2 separate regions of the Oryctolagus cuniculus genome follow, and region 2 is linked to region 1. A link is a contact called in public Micro-C data. All regions are on one chromosome and are shown on one strand. The core of a region is the stretch at or near the end of the contact, and the rest is flanking DNA. Distances in the headings are between cores, read along the strand shown. Region 1 overlaps LOC108177141 (urea transporter 2). Region 2 has its middle 530 kb from the start of SETBP1.

The links. Hi-C and Micro-C count contacts between places; a contact is called where the count stands out from the background.
Region 2: a contact with region 1 is called in a Micro-C map of ear pinna, with 5 times the contacts expected there. The contact joins two enhancer-like sites. A contact is called at or near these places in 4 of 6 Hi-C or Micro-C datasets (ear pinna, embryonic fibroblasts, skin fibroblasts and 1 more).

Annotation. Positions count from the first base shown.
Region 1 is chr10:31,977,788-31,982,943 of mOryCun1.1, forward strand. The region is part of intron 2 of LOC108177141 (urea transporter 2); the gene reads right to left. All of the region lies in intron 3 of LOC138844028 (a long non-coding RNA gene), which reads left to right. Among named protein-coding and RNA genes, the nearest start is that of SLC14A2, 250 kb to the left of the region's middle. Within about 2 kb of position 2,029, at least 1 of the 8 cell types and tissues checked has an H3K27ac peak or open chromatin away from gene starts, as enhancers often do. A contact at or near this core is called in ear pinna, where this site is marked.
Region 2 is chr10:33,250,202-33,254,973 of mOryCun1.1, forward strand. No RefSeq gene overlaps it. Among named protein-coding and RNA genes, the nearest start is that of SETBP1, 530 kb to the left of the region's middle. Within about 2 kb of position 2,695, at least 1 of the 8 cell types and tissues checked has an H3K27ac peak or open chromatin away from gene starts, as enhancers often do. A contact at or near this core is called in ear pinna, where this site is marked.

The DNA of each region.
Region 1 (5,156 bases), core at 779-3,278:
CCAATAATTATAACTTCCCTCCTTGTTAAGAGCTGAGTGAACCTTGTCCAGCAATAGTAAAGAAAGGTCTCATTTCAGGTGTGTGGTTTCTTTAAGATAAGAGCATGGCAGCTTTAGGTAACTGGGCTTTTTCTTCCTTTGAGCTTTCCCAAGCTCTTCTCTGCCTTTAAAAATCCCGTCAAAAATGACCTCCTTCCCACACAAACTGACCTTATAAGGGATTCCCTCATTTTTCTGTCCCTTGGACAAAGCACATACTACTTCCATGCATATTCTACAATTAGCATTGGATTGTATACCAGTTATTTCACATGTAAATGCTATTTCATATATGCAATTCAGTTCCCTGAGAGCAAATAATCCTTATCAGTTATTGATTGTCACAAGAATTCATACATTTAAAAACACTTCTACATTTAAAAACACTTGGAGTTATAGCCTGTATCCCAAGTCATCCCTTCTGAAGTGCCCTAAGGGTTTCTACTAATGGTTTTTAGGAGGTTTTTGAACTAAATGTATGATATTGATTGGGAGAGATAATGTACTTGTGAACTAATGTATTCATTCAGTTATTCATTCAAAGACTTCTATTGTGCACTAATTGTACAAGGTACACTTAGTGGGTGGCATAAAGTAGAATTAGAGCTTGCTTTTGCTTTCCAGGAGTATAGTAATTATCATTTATTCTCACAAACATCTGTTTCTTCTAATTTTGTAGGGGTGAGGTGGGCATGTGGTAGGGGTGAATTTACTGCCTGCTTGTGTTGGGAGCAGGGTGTACTGGTAGCTCTGGCTAATCAGTTGTGGAAAAGGTCATGTGTGTTATTTCCAGAGTCACAGGTGTGTCACATTCACTGGTGGTGTGAGACCCTCCAGACCTCTTTTTTATATGAATGGTGATCAACAAAGTGTGAGAAAGTAGCTTCTCTATGAGTTTGTCCCCTGAGTGAGAACCATTAGTAGACCCTCAGCTAATGGACAAGCTGAAGGACTCCATGTGTAAAGCATTCATGAAGACTCCAATGGAAGAAGCAGCAATGGAGCTGGGCTCAGTTTAGGGGGAAAAAGTAGTAATTCAAAGAAAAGTATTCCAGAAACAATTTGAGTCTCTGTCTTGAAGGAGAGTTAATATTCTTATAATGTTGGTAGAGAGTAATTCAGAATGAATCACAGTTTCACTACTACTACCACCACTCTGCTACTAATTGCATGTGCTTACCATCTGTTTGGTTATGTGCTAAGTGGTTAGGCTGAACTATCACCATCAACCTTGGCAGTGCCCCCAGGAGGCAGGGGCTATCTGCATCCCAACTGATTCTGCAGGTGAGGAAGCAGAGGCATCAGGATGTTAATTAACAAGGTCCTATAGCCAGTGGACATCACTGCAGAAACTCAAATCATAGCCTGACCCCAGAGTCCATGCTCTCAGCTATGGGACTGCTCTGCTTCTAAGGCAGGCATCATTGTAGTTGTTGGATGCAGGGGGGAGTCCGGAGCTCTATGTTTTCAGGACTCAGTTTATCTGATGATGCAGTTCTACCCATTGCTGCAGAGTAGGAAGCGAGCCTTTTTCAGGGTGGTGAGCCATACTGGAAGAAGAACCAAGCCAGCTACAAAAGGAATGCATGGAGCCATTAGGGGGCGCCGTTTGCCTTCAGACTACAAGCTTCTGGTTGGTTCTGGTTTTCCAGGATCCTCCTGAGGTCTTTGAATTTGAGAAGGGATTGCAGGAAACAGAGCTCCAACTCCAGAAGTCACAACAACTGAGTTCCATGTCACCAATCCTCTCTGCCCTGGCTCTCCCCACCAGTTTTAATGCTCTTTCCTCTCCCATCTACGGGTTTTAGATATGAAATTTCCACGAGATATTTGACCCTTCAGTTGGGGTTTTAAAAGCCAGCCAGAAGTAGTTTCCAGCTGCAATTTTTGAACAGACTCCAGCTAGACAGATGTAACTCCTCATCTGGGCCTCCTCATTTACCCCAGAATAACTCACCACCATCACTTTCGCCTCCATAACTTGGCATATGCTCTTCTCTGCTGATCTGATTCATACTTGCATATCAAATGCAGCTCTCAACTTTGAGCTCTGCAGGCTGTCTCATTGCTGGCCCAAACAATTTCCTACCTTTCAAACAGACCCTAAGCTCCTTCAGGGCAGGCATTGTGTTTTCTGCTTCGGTCATAGTGCTTCATGCTTTCCTGGGGATGTGTCAGGGGCTCAGTAAAGGCATTGCTGTCTCAAGCTTACTTTTTTTTTTTTTTTTTTTTTTTTTTGACAGGCAGAGTGGACAGTGAGAGAGAGAGACAGAGAGAGAAAGGTCTTCCTTTGCCGTTGGTTCACCCTCCAATGGCCGCCGCTGCAGCCGGCGCACCGCGCTGATCCGATGGCAGGAGCCAGGATCCAGGTGCTTTTCCTGGTCTCCCATGGGGTGCAGGGCCCAAGCACCTGGGTCATCCTCCACTACACTCCCTGGCCACAGCAGAGAGCTGGCCTGGAAGAGGGGCAACCGGGACAGAATCTGGCGCCCCAACCGGGACTAGAACCCGGTGTGCCGGCGCCGCAAGGTGGAGGATTAGCCTATTGAGCCACGGTGCCGGCCTTCAAGCTTACTTTATTTTCATCCTTTCTGATGTCCTTTTCTGTGCCCCCCTTAGAATACCATGACATCTGTATTGTCTTATCCGAACCCCTGTTCCTTTCAGAACCATGTTTTTTGAAGACTTAAATCAGTCCTCATTTCAAATCATGGCTCCATAATGTTCTAGCCGAGACATCTTGGATAAGTCACATACCCTCAGTTCCTTCATCTGATAAATGAGAATAAAGTGGTGGCAACTGTATTTTAGTATGTGAGGATTAATGATACATAAAACATCCAGCAACTGACACATATTAGATTCTTTATGGATCAAATTCTGGGCTTTCCCTCTATTTTGTTTTCAAGCCTCATTGGCAACAACCTGGTTGTTCCTTATCTTTGAAATCTACCTCCCTCTGCTCCTGCTAAGTTCCTTGCTTTGCTTGTCTGAACCCAGTGTCTTAGTTCCCTGGGAAGCAGGCCTGAAGTGTGTTTCTTCGGAAGGCTGTGACCCAGAGGCAAACACCTTCCTGTGGCCCAGCTCCAGCCATGTGCAGTCCCATCATTCCTGCACACTTGGAAATGTTATCAAGTTGCAGAGAATTTGGTAGCACTAATCAAACATTTGCTGTGCACCACCTGGAACTGGTGTGTACTTTAAGATAATGTCTGGCTTCAGATTGGATGCTGGTGATTAGAGCAGTAAATTAGCCCCACTTCGTGGTTGCAGGTTTTCTTGGCCCACTTATTGCATCGGAGCAGATTTCAGTGTGCAGATGTTTTTCAGCTTCCCTTTTCATCTCCAAGGAGAACAATTACAATATCCTGATGTTCTCCTGCCATCCAATTATTCCCATTTTGCCTCTGCATTTAGCTCATTGATAATAAAAGGCAGGAGAAGCCTGAAATCCCCCTGTGCATCTTTGCTTGAAGGTGCTGTCATGCTGGTGACCTGTGTGTGGTTTGCAGCTGAGTGGTCACACTGAAGTCAGAGGGAGCCTTCACTTAATTGAGGGCAATTGGCCCTTTGGGTTCACATCCACATGCCTGTCTCTCTGCAATGCTCACACAGGAACACACCCTCCTGGGTCTTCAGGTTCCTGTGGTTTTCCACTTGCAATAAAAGATGCAAGACAGGTCAACATAGGGCAATACAAGGGGGCAGTTGCTGGGCGCTGGGGGATGGGAGGTGGGAGGGACATAGCACCTTGTGTGTGTGTGTGTGTGTGTGTGTGTGGAGGGGTTGTTGGCCACATACCACCCAGCAGAGGGCAGCAGTGTCTAACAGTCTACCTTAACTCCCTCCTTTAATTCTGAGACTGTCTGGGGCAGGGTGGGGGTGACTTTAGGTGACCCCTGGTAACCCCAAGAAAGTGGAGGATGTTTCACTTGTGCATGGGTGGGATGGTTCCCACGGAGGAACATAGACAATTCTAGAGCCAAGAAGCCTTTTGGAGAGCAAAGGTCTGATTCATATCATAGCAAGAGAATTTGTTCATGGTCATCTAGACTGGTCCTAGGAAGGCATTTTTCAGGATGCTGCTTGCTCTTCACTTTGAAGGTGAAAAAACCAAGGTGGCATGTAACAGCCAGCAGAGGAAAAGATCTGTGTGGCTTCCTCATACTTTTACCCCTCCTTTGAGTGCAGTGTAGTTGGTCCTAGTCACTTAAGACAAACTGCAAAGGCTTCTAGTCTCAGCTTTCTCCTTTTCAAACAAATGCAGTTTATCTCCAGTTTTCATTTGCCTGTGAATTGCCTATGCTAGATGTCTTGCTTCTAAAAAATAATTCCTTTCTTCCTCCTTGCTTAACCCTGTAACTTCTCGTGGCTTTCTAACCTTGCTCATTTTCTGGGGATTTACCCTTGTTATTGGTCTTTCTCCTCAAATCCATCCTGAGAACGAATCTCAGATTAACCTCACTCATCCTTCTCACCTCCCACCACTGTCTGAGTTCCCTGTGGGCTGCAGGGACCAGAGAGAAGGAAGTCAGTGGGTTCAGAAGTATAGGAAACAAAAGAAGTCTGGGTAAATAGAGCCCAGGGAAGTCACCCAAGGCTACTTTTCAAATTGCTGTCCTGTAAATAGGAGAATAGCTTAGAAATTTTGAAGCATGGAACAACCTGAGACCTGATTAAGCCTGTGTGGCGGGTCTAAATGGGGTCCAGAACATCAAGAGAGTATGAACACTCAGAGGTACATGAGAGGAAGCACAGGGAAAAAGGAACCAGAGGAAGCAGGGGATCGCAGGAGTCTAACAACTCTTAATCTTGCCTCTAGGGAAGCTGTAGAAACGATTCGCCTTTGGCTGAAGATTCCAGATGGAAAATACCTAGAGTTAATATGTTTTAGTATAAAATATGCCGATTTTTTCACTTTTCCATGTGTAGGATACATGGAACCTGTCAAGTACTTCTGGGAGCCACATGGGATTATGGGAAAGGAATGGTGCTTGGAATTAGGAGACCTGGGTATTCATCCTATTTTGTCAGTAACTCATTATATGATATTGGGCATGTCAAATTCCCTCTCTGGTTTCTAGTTTGCTTTTATGTCAAATGAATGGAATAGAATA
Region 2 (4,772 bases), core at 1,445-3,944, 1.3 Mb after region 1:
AATTAAATTTAGCAATTGGTTTAATTCCATTTTCTCTAACTTAAAATTATCAATTTTATGTTTTAAAAATAGTGATTGTCCTAGAGATTATAATACATATTTTTTGACTACCCAAGTCTACCATCAAATAAGGCTATATTGCTTCTCATGTTGGATTTGTTTATTTGAAAGTCAGAGCAACAGGGTGAGAGAAAATAGGGAAAGAGAGAGAGAGAGAAAGAGAGGGAGAGAAAGAGATTGTGGGAGAGAGAAAGAAAGAGTGAGAGAGTGAGCTTCTGTCCACTGGTTCACTCCCTAAATGTCCACAAAAGTTAGAACTGAATGAGGCCAAAGCCAGGAGCTTAGAACTCCACTCAGGTCACCCATTTGTGTACCACTTGCACAGCAGGGATACAGGTTCTTGAACCATCTTCTGCTGCTTTTCAGAGTATGCATTAGCAGGAAGCTGGATGGAAAGGGGAGGTATGACTTGGTCTAGGGCACTCTGCAATGGGATTTGGGTGTCTCAAGCAGTGGCTTAACCACTGAACACATTTCAGACTTTTTGAGTCATGTAGTTAATTCTAAGCTAATGTACAACTCTATAGAGCTCTCTGATTGCTCCTAATCAGCATTTTCCATGGTTCCCTTCCCAATATTTCTCCAATGTTAACATATTTGCTGCCAATAAAAACAACTTCCAATGTCAAATGAATTAAATGATACATGTCTCTTGGCACATCAGGAAACAGTCATAATAAATGTTCTAAGAAGCTTGACATTTAATAGATCTCAGAATCATTTTCTAATTCTATTTTATCTTATTGTGATAACCTTATCAGCATCTTAGAAATTGTTGTTTCACAGAAAATATTTTGAGGGAGATGAAACTTTTTTTTTTTTCCTCACCCTGTCCATCTCTTTCCTAATGTGTATTTGCCTTCTAGGTTACATACTTTTCATTATTAGAAATCAGTGCTCTCATTCTTCTCCTCTTTCTACTCTCTCAACCCTCAATCTCAATTTTTTTCTCACTGCCTAGGACATGCAGAGCACAAAGCACCCTGCAAACATTTCAATGTCGTTGATTGACATTTAGATCAAACTTAATGTTGTCTTTTCAAAACCCTGGCATCTCTGCCCGGAACCTTGCATCACTGAGGTTTTTTTTTTTTCTATTTTCTTTTCATTACTTATTCTTTCTCTCTCTCTTTAAAAGTAACTTCGCTGAACCCTGTAGTTTAAATATCTTGTAGCTCACTTCTTTCTTGTCTAAAAGCTGGATAGCTTGTGAGTTTTGGTTTAGTTTCTGAAAATTGGGCCACTGATGAGGAAGCAATTCCTGACAGCAGCATGCAGCTCTCTGTCATTTTCTCTGACGACTTTGCCCACATTTGAGTGTCCTTTAGCAAAATGACTGGAATAAGTGGTGCATTTTCCAGAACACTTTCTTCTATCTTGTGCATCAGCAGAAAATCACAGCAGTGGTCTCGGTGGACAATGGTAAAAACAAGACAGAAACTGCTATTATAAATGCGAAAAGTCAATTTGAATGTCAGCAGCTGAGGTAAGGGAGGCACTCTGAAAGGAGCTGTAGTCTGTCTTGCTCATGCTTAAAGCCTCATAGGCCAGCCACGTTTAAGCATATTAGAGGAAGTGATTTCCATTGTACTTGGCTCCGGGGATTCTTGGCTTCCTATGGGGACCATGTCCTTGTGGCTGGGAGTATACACTGCCCTCAAATACAAAGTTCATTGAGCAAAAGTTAATTACTAAAACCAATCTGGGAAGTGTCATTTGCTTTTAGAGATTGTTTGCTCGTGAATCTACAAGCATGAGCCTGTTATTCATGGAAACCTTGAAAGGGATTGATTTTAAACAACTTGTTATTTGGGATAATCTCTCTTTCTCTATAGATATTCTCTAACAAATCCACATATTTTTTCTAAACAGTTTTACAGATGTTGATGTACTAATAAAAATTATTTAATTAAAGGGTACAATTTTGAATAACTTGGTACATCTCAGAGTTTAAATATGCTAAAAAGATTGTAAATTTCCAAGGAGGACATATAATATATAGTTTGTATAACAACGAAAAGACATTTGATCATGGATTCTTGTATTTTTAATTTAATTTCAAAAAGTATATGCACTTACAGTACAAATTCAAACAATGTTGCATAATATAAGAGAAAAAGTAAAATTCTTCCTAAATTATTGCTTGTCTTGTAAACAAACCCTTCTTCCCAGAAATAACTTCAGTTAAAAATGTGGTGTGTTTCCCTTCCAAGTTTTGTTTCTGTTTTAGATACTGACAAAGTGCCCTCGCAAGGGATCTTTTTGCCAGTTCTCCCAGTAGTAGCATAACATAGTACTTGTTTTCCTTTGTACTTGTGGAGTCAGACATCATCAATTGCTTACAGTTTTTGAGGAATCTTATATATAGAAAAACTTCTTTCATATGGCAATTCTAAATTAGTTAATGATTTTTTACAGTGAAACATTATGGTGAACATAAATATCTATCCATAAAGGAATAGTTAATTAAATTATAGATACATTTGTGCTTTGCAGTGATTAAAAAAACATACAGGGGCCGGTGCTGTGGTGCAGCCATTTAAACCGCCACCTGCAGCGCCAGCATCTCATGTGGGCGCCAGTTGGAGACCCAGTTGCTCCACTTCCAATCCAGTTCTCTGCTATGGCCTGGGACAGTAATAGAAGATGGCCCATGTCCTTGGGCCCCTGCACCTGCATTAGAGACCTGGAAGAAGATCCTGGTTCCTGGCTTCATTTCTGCAGAGCTCCTGCCGTTGAGGCCAGTTGGGGAGTGAATCAGCGGATGGAAGACCTCTTTCTCTCTGCCTCTCCTTCTGTCTCTGTGTAACTCTGACTTTCAAATAAAAGAAAAATCTCAAAAAAAAAAAAATACAAAATTTAAATGTGCAGAGATAAAATGACCTCAAGGAAAAAGATTCCTGTGACCCACTATAAAAGAAAAAAAGCAAAAAGCAAATTATTTTCTCTTAGAAAAATCAGAGCAATGATCTTCAAAACAAATTCATGAATCTCAGTTGCATGCAGTATGCTTACATGCATATTCATTAGTAGACAAAAGCCCAGTGTATATATCTCATATTTTAAAAAGTGAATTCTTTTGTAGAGGAAATCGAATTTATGATTTTTGGATGATTAAGTACACCTTCTATAATTGAACTAATGCAAAAACATCAATATTACATTTAACTGCTCTCCTACTTTTAGTGTCTCTGTTACCAAATAAGTTATATCTAACAGTCTTAACCTTAACACTTCTTGGTCTATAAATTGCTTTTGTTATGATGATTGGAATTATTACAGAAGCCTGAGTAATACTGCCCAACCCTATGGAAATTCAGAATTTGGGGTTCTAATTCATGGATATTCTGCACTAAAGAGAGCATGTATTCACGCTTTGCATTCAATTTTCTACAAAACTCTAAAATTTTTGAAACAAGAAGTTGAAGAATCAAGACTCATGGTTCAAAATATAGGATTATTCAGTAAGTGCATTCACAATTTTGTCATCTCAGTAAAGATTATGGAAAATCCTCATTTCCACTTACATTTTCTTTAAAGCTTGAGACTTTTATTTTCACTTATGTTCACTTAAAAAACTTATTTAATCTTCACAAAAGTACTTTAGAGTTATACATTGAGCAACTGAGTTCTAGAAAATTGTCTTTGTTCACAGCAATGATTGGTAAAGTAAATATTTAAACACAGTTATTTACCTGCTATTTATCTCTTTATCTATTTCATTGAATATTTGTCTATACATCTGTAAAACTGCAGTTCCCACATGCATTGACTGATTCTGTTATCTCCTACTTTTGTCCTTGGAAAATGCTACATCTGACTTTTGTCCATGGAACGTGTAAACATTTTTAATCAATTTTTCAGTCCGTATTTATTGATTTAAAGTAAGAATGATTGGGACTGGCGCTGTGGCACAGCGGGTTAAAGCCCTGGCCTGAAACACCAGTCTCCCATACGGGCACCAGTTCTAAACCTGGCTGGTCCTCTTCCGATCCAGCTCTCTTCTATGGCCTGGGAAAGCAGTGGAAGATAACCCAAGTCCTTGGGCCCCTGCACCCACATGGGAGACCTGGAGGAGGCTCCTGGCTCCTGGCTTTGGATTGGCTCAGCTTCAGCTGTTGCGGCTATCTGGGGAGTGAACCATCGGATGGAAGACCTCTCTCTCTGTCTCTCCCTCTCTCTGTAATTCTGTCTTTCAAATAAATAAAATAAATCTTCAAAAAAAAGAAAAAAGGACTCATTCACTATTTTCACCTGTGGCCTGGCTTCCCCTTTTCAGTAGAATGTTTTGGAGATTCTTCCATATTCTTTTTTTTTTTTTTTTTTTTTTTTTTGACAGGCAGTTAGACAGTGAGGGAGAGACACAGAGAAAGGTCTTTCTTCTGTTGGTTCACCACCCCCAAATGGCCACTATGGCTGGCACGCTGCACCGATCCAAGGCCAGGAGCCAGGTGCTTCCTCCTGGTCTCCCATGCGGGTGCAGGGCCCAAGCACTTGGGCCATCCTCCACTGCCTTCCCAGGCTACAGCAGAGAGCTGGACTGGAAGAGGAGCAACTGGGACAGAATCCGGTGCCCCAACCAGGACTAGGACCCGGAGTGCCAGCGCTGCAGGTGGAGGATTAGCCTAGTGAGCTTCGGTGCCGGCCTCATCGATAATCTTTCATGTATTTATAGTTTATTTCTTTTAATTAAATAGGATTCTACTATATGA